2 separate regions of the Macaca mulatta genome follow, and region 2 is linked to region 1. The links are chromatin contacts, called in public Hi-C maps. All regions are on one chromosome and are shown on one strand. Each heading gives the region's core, a stretch centred on a gene start, on an enhancer-like site or on the middle of the called end of the contact. The rest is flanking DNA. Distances are from core to core; before and after follow the strand shown.

Region 1 (3,797 bases), core at 540-3,039:
GACGTCCAGCATCCCCCGGTAGTAGTTGAGGTACTTGGCGGTCAGCTCGTGCTTCGGATTCCTCTGGAGGAAGGTGTAGGCCGCCGCCACCGCCTTCTCCAGCCGGTTAGCCTGGTCGGGGGGTAGGGGTTCGGGGAGCGGGTCAGTAAGAACGGAGCTGGCTTCGTGCCGCGGGTGAAGGCAACGCTCCTCCGACCGATCGGTGGAGTGACACGACGCCCAGCCCGAGACAGGTCCCCGGGTGGGGGCGGGCTCCCACCTTGAACAGCGCGTAGTGCAGGTACTGGTAGGGCAAGCGGCTCTGGAAGTCGCGCAGCAGCTGCCGCGGCGGGTAGGGCACCTGGAAGGCGGGCAGCGTCCGCTTGCAGCGCCGCAGGCAGGCGGCGCGCTCCAGGACGCGGCCGAAGAGCCGCAGCTCGCGGGCCCACTCGTCGGCGCGGCCGTCGTCTGGGTCGGGCTTGGGCGCGGGAGCGGGGCCGCTGCAGTTGGCGTGGCAGAAGGCCTCGCTGTCGCGCAGCAGCCGGTGCAGCCGCAGCGCCGCCTCCAGGTAGCGCGCGCTCTCGCGCCAGCTCTCGCCCTCATACTGCTCCAGCGCGTGCCCGTAGGCCGCGGCCAGCGGCATCAGGTCCTCTGGCGGGAAGCCCCGGAAGCTGTACTTCTCGTACTGCGCCCTGGCGCTGCCCAGCAGCAGCCACAGCAGCCCCCACGCCACCCGAGCCATGCCCGCCGCGCCGCCGGCTCTCCAGAGCTGAGCTGGCGGCCCCGCGGACGGAAGGGGACAGGGACAGGCCCAGGGCGGGCCGCGCGCCCGCTGGGTCTTAGCGCCGGGCACGAGGGCGGCAAGGCGGGGCGGGGCCTGGGTCACGACGTCTCCCCTCTTTTCCCGGAGGGTCCCATAGTGTCCTAAGTCCTCTCCGTCGGCCCGGGCTCCTGCCGTGGGGGTGTCCCCTAGGCAGAGAATGAGTCGGGGAGCGCTTCCCGCCAGAGATGGGGAGCCCAGGAAGCCCCTCCCCACGCAAACAGTGCCCCCGCCTGAGATCAGGACACTGAGTGAGGGCTGCCTCTGCGCTGCCCAAACGAGGGGGAAGCCCTGGAGCCGGGCCTTCAGTCGCTGCGCCCTCCTGCACCCTCCTGCACCCTCCGAGTGTCTCCCCCGCCCACGTCGGAGGCACACACCTGCTATCACTTGCACACTTTGCGCTGCCACCACCCCCCACTCCGTCTCCGTGCCCGTCACATCCCAAGTCACAAAGTCCTTCTTGCAGTCCAGCTTTTGCGGGACCAAGCTGCTCTTCCCTGGAGATGCCTTCCCTTCTAGCACAGCTGGGGTCACGGACGAGCACCGAGATGTCCCTCACACTCCGCTGCTTCGCCACCCACCTAGAGGGGGCCAGAATTGGAGTTGCCGGCGAAAGAAGCAAGGGGCATCTCCGCCTGGCTTTAGGACCCGGGGGCTCCGGAAAAAGACATTGAACTTTTTTTTTTTTTCCATTTGGTGTCCACTCAGAGTTCTCATCTTTCGCGAGCCTCCCTCCCTGGCCAGGCCCCAGGTCTCGCAGCCAGGGATGGAGATGGGGGGAGGGGGAACCCGGATTTCTTTGTGGGGCCTCCCTCCGACTCTAATACACTCAACCTGGCCCCCTCCTCCTATTGCACCCCCACCCCCGCCCCTGCTCCTCTGGCCAGGCCAGCTCTGTCTTCCCAGCCCCCATTCCACGTGGACCAGCCAGGGCGGGGGTAGGGGAGGAGGACAGGAAGCGGGGGAGCTAGTTCTGGGAGGCGGGGGGCGGGGGAAGGAGGTTGGCGGCGGCTCCCTCGCTCGCCCTCACTGCTGTCGGTCCCAACTCCAGGCACCATGTTCCCCGCGGGCCCCCCCAGCCACAGCCTCCTCCGGCTCCCCCTGCTGCAGTTGCTGCTACTGGTGGTGCAGGCCGTGGGGAGGGGGCTGGGCCGCGCCAGCCCTGCCGGGGGCCCCCTGGAAGATGTGGTCATCGAGAGGTACCACATCCCCAGGGCCTGTCCCCGGGAAGTGCAGATGGGGGATTTTGTGCGCTACCACTACAACGGCACTTTCGAAGATGGCAAGAAGTTTGACTCAAGGTAACCCCGGTTGGGCGCCCCCGGATTCACCACTCCGTCTCCTGAACCCGGGGTCCTGTTTCCTTGTTGCCTCTTTTAAGCTCTACATCCCAATACTCTAACCCCAGACAGCACCCTTGGGGCCTCCCAGACACCCATCTCCCCAAAGATACCCTCCTGTCCCCACTTCCAAACCCTCACTTCTCAAAGGATCCCATTTCTTTCTCGCAAGCTCTCCACATCGCAGAAAGGACTCGGTAATCAAGGTGAACTGCCTCGTGTAGTTACCAGGGCTGTATTTAATGACCTGATGGAGAGGGGTGTTCTGGCCTACAGTGTTGCGGGGAAGGGGGTGGTCCCTGCTGCTTGAGAACCCTGGGGTGGTCTATCAGCCTGGACCCCATACCTTTCCACCCACCCTGACTCCCTTTCTGGTTCCACTCCATTTTCAGTGCCTTTGTGGTTAGAGAAGAGGGAACAGAACTTTTTTTGGAGGGGGTGGGAGTTTTCAGCAGCCGGTGGGCAGGGAAAAAGGTGGGTGGGCATTATAAGAAGATAGCCGGCTGGACCTGGGGGTAGGGCATGGCTCCCTGTGGAGGCCCTGTCTGTCTACGTGTCACACAGTCGGACATGCCACCCTGGGCTCCTCGGAGGAATTTCATACCTCCCTCTCTGGTTCTCCTGGAACCCTCATCTCTCTCCATTTTAGGTATCCCAGGAAAGAAGCGCAGGCCGCTCATTTTGCCAGCCCTTGGGGTTTGTGAGGTGGCCTCCTGGTCTGATCCAGGCCTTTGGTCTGCTCCAGCAAGTCCACTTTTGTTAGCGGGGACAGGGCAGGGCTGTGTGCCAGCCTCAGGGGTAAACCTAGGGTCCCAGTTATACACGGACCCCACAGCACACTGAAAGAGTCAGTGTTTCTTAGACCCTCCTCTGAAACACACAACTCAGCCAACAGGAAATTAGTGGCCATGACTTTAGAGGCAGGCATATATTGGGGTAAGCATACAAACTCCAAGAGCCCCAAGACCCTGGTTCAAATCCAGGCTATGACCATGGACAGAGAATTTTGTCTCTTTAAGCATCACTTTCCTTATATGAGAAATGGAGCCAAAAACAGGACCTACTTGCTAAGGCTGATGTTAGGACTCGAAGGAGATGGATGAATGAATGTAGGCTTCTCGCAGGGCCTGGCAGTCCTCCAGCCAGTTCAGCACACATTAACATTGACCCTGAGGAAAACCGTATGACCTGATGCTGTTGAACTTGTAGAAACTTCTTGCAGAGCTTAAGCCTGCATACCAACACTGAGAAGGAAACAATCCAGACTTAAAACCTGTCCACTTGGTGGGCAAATTCAGGTATAGGGTAGTAGCCAGAAGCGCTGCGCTGAGCACTTGACTGCTGGGAGTGAGGCAGGGGTTGGGATTTAGGGGTTGTTGTCCCTGATGGGGACTCTGGGAGCCCAGCTCATGAGTGTTGAGCTTGGAAAACTTTTTTTTTTTTAGTTGGAGTCTCATTCTGTTGCCCATGAGCCACTGCACCTAGCCAATTATATACACTTTTAATTTATTTTAAGTTTTCAGAAGTAAAGTGAGGATGGGAGATTTTCTTTCTTTCTTTTTTTTTTTTTTTAATTGAAGGGGCCATGGGTTAAGAAAGTTTTCTGGCCAGGCGTGATGGCTCACACCTGTAATCCCAGCACTTCGGGAGACTGAGGC
Region 2 (3,530 bases), core at 656-3,155, 57 kb after region 1:
GGCCTGGCCGCCACATCCTTTTTTCAACACAGCACTATTCATCAAACGAGACTGCATCATTCCTCTACCCCAAACCTTCCCATTTCTATCAGAGTAAAAGCTCATGTCCTTCCACAGACCATCAAGGCCCTATGGGATCTGGATCCATACCCATTACCATCCTGAGGCTTCTCCTGTTCCTCTCACCCTGCATCCCTTTGATACAGCCACACTGGCTCCCCGCTGTTCTCTAACATACAGACAAGCTCCACCTCAGAGCCTCTGTACCTGTGTCCCCTACCTGACACAGTCTACCTTATCTCCTTTGGTTCTTAGCAAAACGTCTTCTTCATAGGGCATTCTCTATCCAGGCAATTTGACAAACACTTCCTCTCCCCCAGCACTTTCTATGTACTCCCTCCATGCTTTATTTTTCATCAGTGATAACAATCATCCAACAGGCTATACATTTTACTTATTTACCGTCTATCTACCAACGTAAGTGCGATAAGGAAAAGGACTTTTGTCTGTTTTGATCACTGCTGAAACCCTAGCACCTTAGAATCCCGCATCTGAGCTGATGCGTAATCGGCGCTCAACAGGCATTTTTGTTAAGGAATCTGTAAAATGATAATTGCCAAAACAAATGCCTCTCCATCTCTATAAACGGTATTACCTGCCTGCTAACCAGTCTCTGGAGCATTCCTGCTCCCTACAATCCGTTTACCACAGTGGCAGAATAATATTAAAATATTTAAATCAGATCATTTATTTACTCAGTTTCCTATCACACTCAGTGAAATTCAAGCTCCTTATTCAAACGCATCTCACGCATCCTTCTCCCCTTCATCCACTAGATCCAGCGTCACTAGACTGTATTTTAATTCTCTTCTCTAAGCCAAACTGGATCCTGCCTGAGGGCCTTTGCGCTGTCTGGAATATTCATTCCCCATCTTTGCACGGTCAGTTATTTTTTGACATTCAGAGGTCTGTCTAAACGTCACCTCCTCAGAAAGGTCTTTATTCAATCCCTAGCCTTTCACTCCTTTTGAACGTCAGCACAACGCTTACCACATACTGACTTTCCTTTCCATCACTTTTGTCCCACCACCTAGTATCTGAGCTTCTTGGGCGCGAGGCGCGACCTGACGGTGCATCCTCCTCGCCCACCGCGGTTGGCTGCCCCCCAGTAGGCGCTCAGCGAGTGTGAACCCAATGCGTTCACTCAGGACTCGCGAGCTGCCGTGGCAGGCACTGCCCTCCCCTCCGCCGGCGAGCATCTCCCCTTCTCCGCGCCCGCCGCCCTCCGTGCTCCCACCCCCCTCGCCTACCTGTCGGCCAACTCCAGCACCTCGTGCACGCTGCCCGTGCTGACGCGGATGCGCCCGGTGTACATGTACTCGATAACGGCTTCCACAGTGTCGGGTTCGGGCCCCGGCTCGGAGCTCCACTTGCGCATCTCCACCCGTCCCGAGCGGGACTCGGAAAACTGGCCCGAGAGCAGGGGCGTGAAGTACTCGGTGGCGGCAGCCAGTACCGAGCGGTGGGCCCGGAACTCGCGGCCTCCAGCCCCGCCGAAGCACAGGGTAATGTCGCAGAAGAGGCCCTGGCGTCGCTGCTCGTTCTGCCGCCAGGACAGCTCTGAACAGTGAGAGCTGCACTCGAAATCCTCGGCTTCTGGGCCCGGATCGCCCCCGCTCGCCTCCATTGCAGAGATCCCTGGCCCAGGCCCGAAGTCCACCGTGCCGCTGCCTCGGACCTCGGCGGCCAGGCCTGCCGAGCCGGCAGCGGCCGTCTCCATGCTCTCCATCTCCAGCACCTGAAGAGATGCAGCCGCGGCCGCCGCCGCCGCCGCCGCCACTGCCGCAGCCGCCATCTTGACGCCACCGCGCCCGGCCTCCGCAGCCTCGGAACTATGCGGCCGTTTGGTGCGACACAGAGGGATTCTGGGATTAAATAGTGCGCGCGGGGCGGAGCCGGGTAGCCCGCGGGCCGCGCATGCGCCGCCTTGCCTCCGGCAGCCCTGCCTGCCCTGGTGAGGTTCGGCTGTAACTGTCGCCCAGTCGGGATGACTTCGCCCCAGGCCTCCCCACGAGGACGTCGGTGCGAGGATGGCTGGCTCCCTTTCCTTAGTGGGTAGCATGCTCTCTGCAGTCATTTTGTCGAGTAAAAGCCACCTAGACCATCACCTGTTGTTAAAGCCTTGAGTGGCAATACAGGATTTTTATAAGATCTAGCCTCAGCTAGGTGGATGAGGGATGAATGAGTTACTTTTTATCCGTTTTTTTGTTTTTTGTTTTGTTTTGTTTGTTTGTTTGTTTTTGAGACGGAGTCTCTCTCTGTCGCCCAGGATGGAGTGCAGTGGCGTGCTGCCCGGGTTCAAGCGATTCTCGTGCCTCAGCCTCCCTAGTAGCTGGAACTACAGGCGCCCGCCACCACACCCAGTTAATTTTTTGTGTTTTTAATAGAGACGGGGTTTCACCGTGTTAGTCAGGATGGTCTCTATCTCTTGACCTCATTACAGGCGTGAGCCACCGCGCCCGGCCCCCTAATTTATTTTCTTTTATTTATTTATTTACTTATTTTGAGACGGAGTCTTGCTCTGTCTCCTAGGCTGGAGTGCAGTGCCGCCATCTCGGCTCACTGCAAGCTCCGCCTCCCGCGTTCACGCCATTCTCCTGCCTCAGCCTCCCGAGTAGCTGGGACTACGGGAGCCCGCCGCCACGCCCGGCTAATTTTTTGTATTTTTAGTAGAGATGGGATTTCACCGTGTTAGCCAGGATAGTCTCGATCTCCTGACCTCGTGATCCGCCCGCCTTGGCCTCCCAAAGTGCTGGGATTACAGGCGTGAGCCGCCGCGTCCGGCCCCCTATTTTAATTTCTAAACACGGGAATATTGCCTAATTTGTAAGCTCATAATGAGGATTCAATGAGATGATACTGAAGCCAAGCGTCTGCATAGTGCTTTGGTTCATGGCCAATGATCAGTATATACTTGTTGAAAAGATAATTTAAAAGCTACTTTTGGGCCGGGCGCGGTGGCTGACGCCTGTAATCCCAACACTTTGGGAGCCGGAGGTGGACGGACCGCCTGAGCCCAGGAGTTCCAGACTAGCCTGCACAACATGGCAAAATCCCGTCTCTAATAAAAATTCGAAAATTAGCTGGGAACGGTGGCGGGCGCCTGTAACCCCGGTGCTTTGGGACGCCGAGGCGGGCGGATCACTTGAGGTCAGCAGTTGGAGACCAGCCTGGCCAACGTGGTGAAATCCCGCCTCTACTTAAAAATACAAAAATTAGCCGGGTGTGGTGGTGGGCACCTGTAATCCTAGCTACTTGGGAGGTTGAGGCAGGGAGAATAGCTTGAACCCTGGAGGCGGAGGTTTCAGTGAGCAGAGATCGAGCCACTGTACTCCAGCCTGGGCGACAGAGTGAGATCCTGTCTCAAAATTAAACCGGGCGAGGTGGCTCACACCTGTGATCCCAGCACTTTGGGAGGCGCGAGGCAGGTGGATCACGCACGAGGTCAGGAGTTTGAGACCAGCCTGACC

What was found. A called contact is a pair of places that touch in the nucleus more often than the background predicts.
Region 2: a Hi-C map of fetal cortical plate shows a contact between it and region 1, with 1.7 times the contacts expected there. The contact joins the promoter of KLHL11 here to the promoter of FKBP10 in region 1. A contact is called at or near these places in 2 of 14 Hi-C or Micro-C datasets (cortical neurons and fetal cortical plate).

What each region holds. Positions count from the first base shown.
Region 1 is chr16:66,140,746-66,144,542 of T2T-MMU8v2.0, forward strand. FKBP10 (FKBP prolyl isomerase 10) reads left to right here and starts at 1,790. Exons shown (of 10, transcript NM_001260551.1): 1 at 1,790-2,100. The coding sequence starts at 1,856. P3H4 (prolyl 3-hydroxylase family member 4 (inactive)) reads right to left here and starts at 755. Exons shown (of 8, transcript XM_028836480.2): 1 at 260-755; 2 at 1-111. The coding sequence starts at 721.
Region 2 is chr16:66,197,190-66,200,719 of T2T-MMU8v2.0, forward strand. KLHL11 (kelch like family member 11) reads right to left here and starts at 1,906. Exons shown (of 4, transcript XR_013406793.1): 1 at 1,311-1,906.